2 separate regions of the Muntiacus reevesi genome follow, and region 2 is linked to region 1. The links are chromatin contacts, called in public Hi-C maps. All regions are on one chromosome and are shown on one strand. The core of a region is the stretch at or near the end of the contact, and the rest is flanking DNA. Distances in the headings are between cores, read along the strand shown.

Region 1 (5,349 bases), core at 1,691-4,190:
AAAGAATTGGGGGGGAGGGGGTTTCTTTTCTAAGCAGACAGATAAGGAGGAGACTGAGCTAAAAGAGCAGGGGTACCAGCAGACAGACATTTCTGATATGTCAGGAGGAAGGGGAATCCTAGGGACAGTAGGGAAGCCAAGGGGACAGGTATAAAGGAGGCCAGCAGAGACCAAGGAGAGACCAGATTTAGTGGACTATAGGCCAGCATCCCAGGCAGTCCGTAAGACTGAGTCCCAAGAAGCTTGATGGCAAAAAGAAAGCATAAGGCTTGGGGGAAAGGGAGGAGCACTGGACTAGACTTGAACACGGTTATGTCCTGAGGAAGGACCTACCAGGTCAATACACAGAGAGGGGAGAAGAGTTGGAGCAAGGTTCTAGGTGAAACTCTCAAAGCAGCTCCAGAATGTGGCTCTGGGTAAGGACAAGTTCAAGGCTGACCTCAGGAGCTGTAGCCAAGGGAACAGAAATGGAGTGTTTGATATCCTGTCTACTCATACCTGAAGGAAGAAGGCCAGAGATGGATATAGCACTGGGCATCCTGCTGTTTTAACTGCATTATCTCATTATCTCATGGAGATGTGGGTGTCATCATGGTGCCCCTTTTTAGAGGAAGAAACAGAGGATCAGGAAGGGCTGAATAGCCTAGGTCACACTGTTTTACTCTGTCCACTGGCATTTCACAGGTGCCAAGAACTGTGGCTGCTTAATCATGCTTATCTCATCTCTACTTCACAATGAAGTGAAGTAAACACAATCAGTTCGATTAGATAAGGAAATGAAGGTTAAGGGAGATTAAGTAACTCCCCAGGGCCACAGTTCCTGGTAGGGCTGGGGTTCCACCCATAGTCTGTCTGAATCTAAACCTGTATTCCTAACTGCTATTATTTCTGCTAAGGTCCCTGCCCAGAGGATCCTTGGTCTATTGATGACAATAATCCCATCATCTCTTGACCTTCAGGAAAGTGTTAGTCCCTCAGTTGTGTCCAACTCTTTGTGACCCCATGGACTGTAGCCTGCCCGGCTCCTCTGTTCATGGAATTCTCCAGGCAAGAATACAGGAGTGGATTGCCATTCTCTTCTCTAGGGGATCGTCCCCACTCAGGGATCAAACCCAGGTCTCCCGCATTGCAGGCAGATTCTTTACTGTCTGAGCCACCTAGGAGGCCCAGAGACATATGGCTAGCCCTAGAGCTCAGGTCTTCCACTCAGGCTCCCAGTCTACTGGCTCCCTCCTTGATCCAATCTTGAAGTCTTACTAAGCAGCTGGGTGGGTACTGAGAATACAGTGACAACCAGATACCAATCCTCCCCTCAAGAGAGAACTCTCACTCAAAGACAACAACGAAGCAGCCTCTAAGTTTTTATTAACATGAGTTTCCAAAAACAAGCATCCATATTAGTGTGGGGAGTGAGGGTGGAAGCGGGGGAAGGGCAGGAAGAAGGAATTCTGCTCTACTGGTAATAAAGCTCCAGGTTCATCCCATCGTGAATTTCATCTGAAGTGAAGGTGTTAAGGAATCCTTACGGTGGGCTCCATCCCCATCCCCATCTCTCACAACTGCCACATTTGGGACTGGATCATTTTGATTTGGAAAGAATCCAAACTTTTTACAAAGTTCGTGTTCCTTCTGCACAACAGACATCCTGGAATCTTGCTCCACCCTGATCTCCTGTCTCCACTCAGGTGGGGCTTAGTAATAAATATTTTGACCAGAAAGTGTCAAAGTCTTAGCAGTGAAGTCAAAATATTTCACCAACCACCCTCCTCCCCCAACAAAATAATTAGATGGTTCCCACTCTCTAAATACTTACTATGTGCCACATTATGAGTTAAATAGCTTATGTGTATAGTGCATAATCTCATACAGACCCGAGTATTGAACATAGAGAACCCAGTCTGGGTATGTAGATCCTTCCTCAAGAAGTCAAAAAAGGATACAGTCCCCCAGAGACACGTGGTCCTTAAAAATCGTGTACCTGTGGGATAAAAACTTTTTAGAAAAATGTCTAAGGAGACTCTTCACCCCGGAGACCAGCTGAAAAAGTTCTGCCTAAACAAATGGCTGGCTGCGGCCCTCCCCCAACCAAACCCTTCTGGCCGGCTCCTATTCAACCCCTAGCTCTACCCATGTACTCACCACTTCTTCAGTACGATCTTGTTCCAACGGGTGCCAGTTTGGGCTGCGATCAGCTTCTTAAGGTCCCCGATGGTGTCATCCGTACTGGACGCAGAGGAGTTAAGGAAAATGGAAAGGGGACTCTCCCATCCCCGCCCCAACCCCCGGGTTTAACTACAATCACCCTAAAACAAAGACTGAGTTGCCTGCCTCATGCCAAGCATCCCTCGGAAGCCACAGCCTCTTGGTCGCCAGTGGATACTTGCACTTAACGCGCACCTTCTTCCCCAGACGGTCGTTGCAAACAACCTCGATCATCCTGGCTGGAGCAGCACAAGGCGGGGACCGGGAGGCAACTGAATCGGGACTTCAGGGATCCCCTAGGCCCCAAGACACCCGGTTATTGAGACTTAACGTTCACGTCCCCATCACTCCCCGTCCCCATCACTCCCCCAGATCGGAGTCTCCCCAGGCCCCAAGTTCCGTGTCCCAGGACTTCGGACCCCAGGGTTACCGCCGACGCCGGGCAGCCGTGCTCCTCCCCTCCAGTAACCCGCCCAGGCCCCGACCCACTTCAGGTAGCCTGAAGACAGAGCCGAGCCTCTTGCAGGCCGGCGGATTCTCGAAGGCCGGGTCCCATCCCCTTTCCCCAACTCCGGACTCCTCTACCTGGCCCCCTCACCTCAAATAGCCTGGAAGAAGCAGACGCCACAACCTCCTCGCACTGCTGCTGAGACCAGGCCAGAGTCGCCGCTAAGAATCTACGCTAAAACAGGAAGCGGAAGTGCGCAGCCGGAAGCTCCGCCCCCCAGTGACTGTCAACACACAGCGGAGTGCTCATCCCAGGGTACGACATGGGCTTGCAATTCCCAGGAGCGGTTTTGGAGTCCCAAGCCTGAGCAGAGGGACGCCTGTGAACGAAGCGTTGGGCCAAGTGAGGGTCCAGGCTAGGGAGAGGAGTGGAGTGTCAGAGGTCTTGGACCGGCGCCCAACCTTTTGGAGAGCCTTGGTTGAAGGCCCTTCGTTGTGCCGAGACACCGTCTAGTGTAGCATCTGGTGGGGACGCCCAGGCACATCCCTGGGGAACAGGGTTGACCTTCTGTTCCGGAGACCAACGAAGCCTCTAACAGCAACTTCAGGGCTACGGGGAGCCTGGATCAAGTCCTGCAGTTGTATTATCCGACCCCCCCCCCCCTCCCCCGCCGCCTTCATTCAGGGCTGGACCCCGGAAGCGTTTTGCTCATCCCTCCCCTCTGGTTATCTCGCCTGCCCCCAGGGACATCTGAGGTGCTGACCACAATCAGTAAGTAAGGAGTCTTCTGATTCTGGCCTGGGTACCAGCACTTTCCAGCACTCCAGAATGGAGTTCAGCACTTAGAATGCAGCACTGATGAGGAAGCTGGAAAACAGCACACGTGCAACAGCTCCCAGGTCTGTGTCTTCAAGGAAGGTCGCTCCTGCCCTGCAGAGGGCACTGTGTATCAAATCCCAAGCTTGCTTTTCAGCCCCAGAGCAGCCCCTGGACTGATTTGGTTCCCCAGGGCTGGTGGGACAGGGAACACCCCTTCCTAAGTACAACCTGCCTGTAGAACTCACTATTGGACTGTTTCTTCTCAGCAGACAGGATTCTCCTAGTTTGACGAGCCTAAAAGGATTCACTCTGAAAAGGGGCCAGCAACCTCTGATTCACCCAATCCACCTTCTCAAAATAGGATGTGAGATTAGGCAGAAGACGTGAGATACCTTCCTGGCGAAAGGATGGATGCTCTGCGAACTTGTCGGGGCTGCCCTGACTTAAGGAACTGGCTCAAGAAGTGCCACCTCAAACACTAGCCTCAGGGGCCTTCCTGCCTCAGGACTTTTCCTTTTTTTCTGCCTCAGGGCAGAAATCTGTTATTTCTCCAGCCTCTGCAGAATTCCACTGAGTGAGCTTCAGAGGGCAGGGAATCTTATGGAAAGTTTATTCAGATTGCAGACACAGATCCAGATGATGAATCAAAACCTCAGTCTCATTCCTTAATATTAAGCTGCATGGTCTCAACGGGCTTCCCAGATGGCATTAGTGGTAAAGAATACACCTGCCTGGGTTGGGAAGATCCCCTGGAGAAGGAAATAGCAACCCACTCCAGTATTCTTGCTTGGAGAACCCCATGGACAGAGGAACCTGCTGGGCTACAGTCCATGGAGTTGCAAAGAGTCAGACACGACTGAAGTGACTTAGCATGCACACATGCACACACATGATCCCAATACTTCCCCTCTGATTCTTCTTTTCCTTATCCAGAAGAATAGGTGGGGCAAGAAGGGAGATGGAAGGTAAGGGGTAAGCTTGAAGGGACTGATGTGCCTGGGGAAGTTTAGAAAGAGCACAGCTTTGCATTCACATAGAAAAACTAGGTCACATCAGGTGTTGATGGTGTTGACCACTAGACAGCAGAATCGCTGAGTCCATATTCCTCTTTTTGGTGCTTTTGGTGTTTTCCCAGTTATCGACAATGAACATATGTTACCCTTGTAATGAGGGGGAAAATAAATTTTTAAAAGATATTTATTGATTGCTTTGGCTGCATGGGGTCCTAATTGCCATATGTGAGATCTTTGTTCCCCGACCAGGGATTGAACCCTGGTCCCCTGCATTGCAAGGCAGATTCTTAACCACTAGACCTCCAGGGAAGTCCCAGAAGAAATTTTGTTTTTTTTTTTGCCATACCACACAGCATATTTGATCTTAGCATCCTGACCAGGGATTGAACCCATGCCCGATGCAGTGGAAGTATGAAGTCTTAACTATTGGACCACCAGGGAAGTAAGTGTTATTAAAAAAAAAAAGAAAGTTCTCACTCATTTTTTATGTTTGATTCAAAGGTAGCTAGGCAATTCCCTGGTGGTCCAGTGGTTAGGATTCTACTCTCTCACTGCCTAAGGCCTGGGTTCTGTCCTTGGCTGCAGAACTAAGATCCTGAAAGCCATGCAACACAGAAAAAAAAAAAAAAGAAAGAAAGAACTCCCTCTCCTCAAAAGAAACCCCACAAATTAAAAAGAAAAAATTGTTTAATTATAAAAAAGATAACTAAAACACAAGATTGTGTTGCTGAGCTAATTGGCTGGGGGAGATTGAAAAGGGGTGAAGAGTGCTGCTGCAAGGGGAGGGAAATAAAGCCTGGGATTGTTGGGAACTTGGGGATCTACTGGAGGCCTGCCAGTCCCAACTGGGCTAAGGCATCCTGAGGA
Region 2 (5,064 bases), core at 2,187-4,686, 240 kb before region 1:
TTGTAGTTGATGAGAAGGCAACGCTTGATGGTGTTCAGGTTCACCTGGAAGAGAAAAGAGGGCACGGCACCTGCTGAGTGGGCCATGGGCCCCGCTGTGTGCTGGAGCCCCTGCTGAGCCCTGGCTATGGCCACACTCCAGAAAGGCGGTCTGGGTGCTGCCAGCACTGCAGGGACGGATGGGGCTGCAACTGGTGTCCATGGGCTACCTGGGGCTAGAAATCCAGCTTGCGAGGCCCATTGAGGTTACCCACACTGGACTCCCTGATGCCAGGGATCAGGAGCTGGGGCTCTGGAGCCAGACAGATTTAAAGAATTCCGTCCTACCTTCTTGTCCTTCATATCTAACCTGAGACTAGTATCTTCACCTCTGTCAGTCTCAGTTTCCCTCTCTGTAAAATGGAACATACTACTTAGCTTAGATCAGCATTCAATGAATGCACCCTTAGGAAATGAAATACCATGGACATTATTTCCCATCTGCCAGATGGGAGAGCATGAATGGGTTTAGAACTCAGGATCCAGAATTCTCAGCCTTAGGGCTGGGAGGTGAAGACAGGCTGAGTGTGGTCCTTGCTGCCTGCTTCACCTACACTCACTTTCATCACACATGGCCTGGCTCACCTTATGCACGTTGATGGAGGGGAACAGGTTCTGGAACATGGTGGCCATGAGCTTCACGTGCATGCCATGGGGGCCAAAGCTGTTGAGCACCAGGAGGGGTGGGTGGGCAAACTGCTGCTCATGCATGCGGTGCCGGCGTAGCGAGGAGACCACATCACGCACCAACGTATACTGCAGGGCAGGGTGAGGAATGGGTGACCACCTGTCCAGCACATGCAGCTGGTGCAATCCCCAAACCCAGCTCCTGCCCCTCGGAGGCCTCATGTCACCTCTTGTGCTGTTGTGAAAGTCGCTCAGTCGTGTCTGACTCTGCAACCCCATAGACATAGTCCATGGAATTCTCCAGGCCAAAATATTGCAGCGGGTTCCCTTCTCCAGGAGAATCTTCCCAACCCCGGGATCAAACCCAGGTTTCCTGGGTTTGCAGGCCGATTCTTTACCAGCTGAGCCCCATGTCACTCTGAGTCCTTACCTTGTTGATCCGGAAGGTCAGGGTAGGGCCTCCTGGGAGACGCATCAGTTTCTGCAGAAGAAAAGATCTGTGAGGGTTGAGGTGTCTAATTCAGGAGCGGGGTTGGGCGGGGGTGGGAAATGGAGATCACCGCCCATCTCTTCAGAGCGTTTACTTTGAAGCCAGAATCATGGCAGCTCAGAGGCACAAGGGTCATCATGAGAGCTGGTGGCGGAGGAGGGTGTGGGGAGTGAGGGGGTGAGAGCACCCACTCACAAAGTAGACGTTGGTCTCTGTTTTGCTCACGATCAGGAAGTGTGTGACCCCAAGGGGCCCAGCCACTGCTACACAATCTTTCAGAGAGTTTTTCTTCCTTATCTGGAAACGATAAAAAGAAAAATGGATGATCACAGATAACCTCTTATTAAGCAAAGCCTTTAAGCCTAACCTGTTATGCCATTTCTTGCACTTAACCCTTTAGAGAACTAGGGGGAGAGGGGAATGGAATGCTCTTGGCTTCTAGAGCCAATCAGACTTTAACTGAAACTTCTGTCTCTTGACACTGCATCACCACATTTTTCAGAGGGCCCATCTGAGGCTCAGCGAGGTTAAGTAACTTGGCTCGGGCCTTTGAGAGAAGCCAGCTTTGCTAACTCGAGTCCCCTCTTAACCATCAACCTTAGGCATTCAGCCAAGCTCCAGGCTGGGTGCGTTCATCTGCTCGCCCTCGCTGCTGCCCCTCAAATCCTTGAGAGGCAGGCACGATGGTCCCCATAAGGTTCCCCTTCTCCAGCCTAGTAAACTGAGGCCTCCAGCGGTTTCGAGGATGAAGCCACCCTCGCAGCTGAGAAGACGAGGCCCAGGGCGGGTGGCGGTGGGCTGGGTGATGCAGACCTGCAGGCGGGTGGCGGTGAGCGGCTCCATGACCCGCCTCAAGTCCATACTGAGCTGCTGGACGCTGCGACCCACGCGGCCCCGAGCGAACACGAACGAGTGCGGCTGCGCGGCATAGGCTTCGAGGTTCCGGAGATGGGCCTGGGCGCGCGCGCGCTTCTGGTGCCGGGACTGCGGGGACGAGAAGCAAGAGGTGAGCCCCGCTACCGCTGGCGGAACCCCGCCCGCGCTGCCCGCTTTCCTGGCCGCTGCGACTCACCCTTCCCGACTGTCCCATGCCGCCGTCCTTTCCACGAGGCCTCGTCTGCCGGCTGCTTCCGGCGCCGCTCCGCTCACTTCCGGCTCCGGCGAGGCGACTATGTGAGGCGCCTCGATGACGTCACCAACAGTGCATGCGCACCAGGTGGCGGGAAAACGTCCTCGGAGGGGTTGCTATGGAAACACCAAGGGCCTGTTTCTACGGAAACCAGGGCGGGGCCATGGTTCGAAATGATCCTCTGGTTCGAATCCCGCCTCGGCCAATTCCACCAGCTATGCGATTTTGAGAGCCAAGTTCTCCACTCTGAGGCTCATAAAATATCCTCAATGATCATCATTTCCTCTCTGACTCGCGAATTAAGAGAGATGATGTGTACACAATACTTGGCACCCTGGCGCCAGGCACTTGGGAGCCTGAGAAGGGGGTAGTGCCTTGGCAATTACTCGACTTGGCCCCCAGCTCCTGAGGATCAGCTGTCCCTCGCAGAGGCCCTGTCTGTGGACTGGCTGGGGGATGGAAACTCCACATCATCTTCTGGAAATTCAGGGCAAGGCGGGCGCTTGGTCAATAATTCCCCCCCTCCCAGTTTCCGCTCAAAGCCCCAGTCTTGGCCTCAGGCCTCTGGCTTCTTCCCCAGAACCTTCGGGTGGGGGAAGAGATTTCCCCCAACTTCTCTCTCCCTGTTCCATCTGTTTCCTTCCCCTGTCTCCCCTCCCCACTTTAGTCCCCTCCCCCATTTGTCTTCTCACCATTTGCTTCCCCTCTCCTGTCTCCCCACTCCAATTTTTTCTCCTCTCCCCACTTCTGTGTCCCCCTCCCCATCTCTGTCTTCTCCCTGTCTGCCTCCCTCTCCCCAGCCTTGCTCCTGCCATCAATTGTCTCCTTCATCATCTATAAGTTTCCGTCTTTCTCCTCTCTCTGCCCCTATTCCCATTTCTCTCTTCTCATCTCTCTCTTCATCGCCCACCTTTCTCCCCGTCTTCCCTACGTCTCTCCTCTGTCTCCTGGACACTCTCTTCCACTAGCCCCTCTCCTTGACTTCTGAGGTTTCTTTCTCTGCGGCCAAAAGGGGGAGCCGGAGGAGACTACCAGTGGGGGGCGGAGGGGCCCCAGCCCAGGCCCAGAGCCCAGCCTGGCAGCATCTCTCATATCTGGGACGACCATTTCCTCCTTCAGCCCGGGAGGCCACTCGGGTTACGAGCTCAGGACAGTAGCAACTGGGAAAGTGTGTCTGCTGGTCGGGGAGGCCGTCTTACAAGGAGACCCTGGTCCGGTGGGGGCTCTACGTGAGTCGCTTTGTACCTCTGAGAGATGAGTGTGTGGTTACTGCTGCCTGTTTTCGTCCTTGCAGGACTTGACCTGTGTGAGGATGTGAGAGTGTGTGGGAGATAAATGGAAACTTGCAGTGGGTGGCAGGCGGGTATCAGGGGCTTGTTTCTGCACTTTCCAGTTGGTTTGTGTCTCTGCCCTTGCCGGTGTGTGACTGAGTGTACTTGGGTGTGCATGTACCTGATGCACAGATATGGACACACTCAGCCCACGGGATATTTTCCTTTGTCGTGATGTATGTGTGTATGTGACCACGCTTTGAAAAGTCACTGCCCAAATCTGTGCTGTTTCCAGCTGTCTTTTTTTCTTTTTTTGCCACACCACAAGGCTTGTGGGATCCTAGTTCCCTGATCAGGGATGGAACCTGGCCCCCGGCAGTGAAAGAACAGAATCCTACCACTGGGCCACTAGGGAATTCCCTCCAGTTGTGTCTTTATAATTGGGTGTGCCAGGCAAATCCATGGACACACACACACACACACACAGATTCCATCGATCTTTGCTGCTTTGTGCAATGGTTTGCATGTCTATTTGGGGTATCTGTATGTCTTTGTGCTGCACTGTTACACAGGAGTATGTGGCTGTCATGGTCATGTGTGTGAGTTCTGAAGCCATGTTACCTGGGCTGAATCCCACTGCTGATCTTTTCTTAGGCTGTGAGCCACAGGCCAGTTGCTCACCCTCTCTGAGGCTCAGTTCTCTGCTGTAAAATGTGGCTCCTTACAGAAACCAGCTCAGGTGGCCAAGATTAAATGAGATACAAAATGTCCCGTTTAGAGTCACCCCAGCCAGGCAGCAGGTGCTGCTAATATTCGCCGTTGTGGTTCTCTGTGATGTGTGTCTGTGTGTCTATGTCTGAGGCTGTGATCTGCCCCAGCCTCCTGGGCCTGCAGCCTCCCACGCTCTGAGCTCTGCTGTTGGGGGAACGTTCAGGGCACTGAACTGTGTTATCAGGCTCTGGTGGCCTGAGCAGGAGGGTCTGGCAATTCCCCCTCTGTCCTCACGTGGGAAATGCTAAATATTTACAGTTGCAGCTCCTCGGCTTAGCATTTCACAGCTCTAGTTTCAGGCTCTGGGTGGCTGGGGGTGGTTACCACGCCTCCTTCCTCCTTGCTCTCCCACTAGCCTCTCCCCTTCTCCAGAGGTCCTGCTGGACACTCGGCTCCTTCTCGGACTTCTTGTGTCTGCTGTGGGCCTTGTGGAACTCAGGGTCTTGGTCGTGAGAGGTGAGAGCGCAGGAGGGTGGGAGGGTAGGTGGAGGCTGAATCTGTCTGTTGGGAAACCTGGGCCTGGGTTTGGCTGGGGGACTCCCCAGGCCTCCCCTTTACCACAGGCTGAGATCCCAAAAGGCAGCAGATGTTACACACACTCTAGTTCCAAGGGGTTTGTGTGTGTGCATGTTCAGTGCTGTCCAACTATTTTGCGACCCCATGGACTGTAGCCCGCCAGGCTCCTCTGTCCGTGGGATTTCCCAGGCAAGAATACTGGCGTGGGTTGCCATTTCCTAC

What was found. Hi-C and Micro-C count contacts between places; a contact is called where the count stands out from the background.
Region 2: a contact with region 1 is called in a Hi-C map of blood, with 2.9 times the contacts expected there. The contact joins the promoter of ANGPTL6 here to the promoter of UBL5 in region 1. A contact is called at or near these places in 2 of 3 Hi-C or Micro-C datasets (blood and muscle).

Annotation. Positions count from the first base shown.
Region 1 is chr1:193,368,972-193,374,320 of mMunRee1.1, reverse strand. UBL5 (ubiquitin like 5) reads right to left here and starts at 2,940. Exons shown (of 5, transcript XM_065932521.1): 1 at 2,801-2,940; 2 at 2,381-2,498; 3 at 2,140-2,223; 4 at 1,941-1,978; 5 at 1,349-1,497. The coding sequence starts at 2,436. The coding sequence ends at 1,454.
Region 2 is chr1:193,609,039-193,614,102 of mMunRee1.1, reverse strand. ANGPTL6 (angiopoietin like 6) reads left to right here and starts at 3,436. Exons shown (of 6, transcript XM_065932579.1): 1 at 3,436-3,513. PPAN (peter pan homolog) reads right to left here and starts at 2,322. Exons shown (of 12, transcript XM_065932604.1): 1 at 2,228-2,322; 2 at 1,969-2,139; 3 at 1,351-1,452; 4 at 1,096-1,146; 5 at 624-794; 6 at 1-44. The coding sequence starts at 2,245. It overlaps LOC136156472 (small nucleolar RNA SNORD105), which reads right to left and starts at 1,306; the gene lies at 1,223-1,306.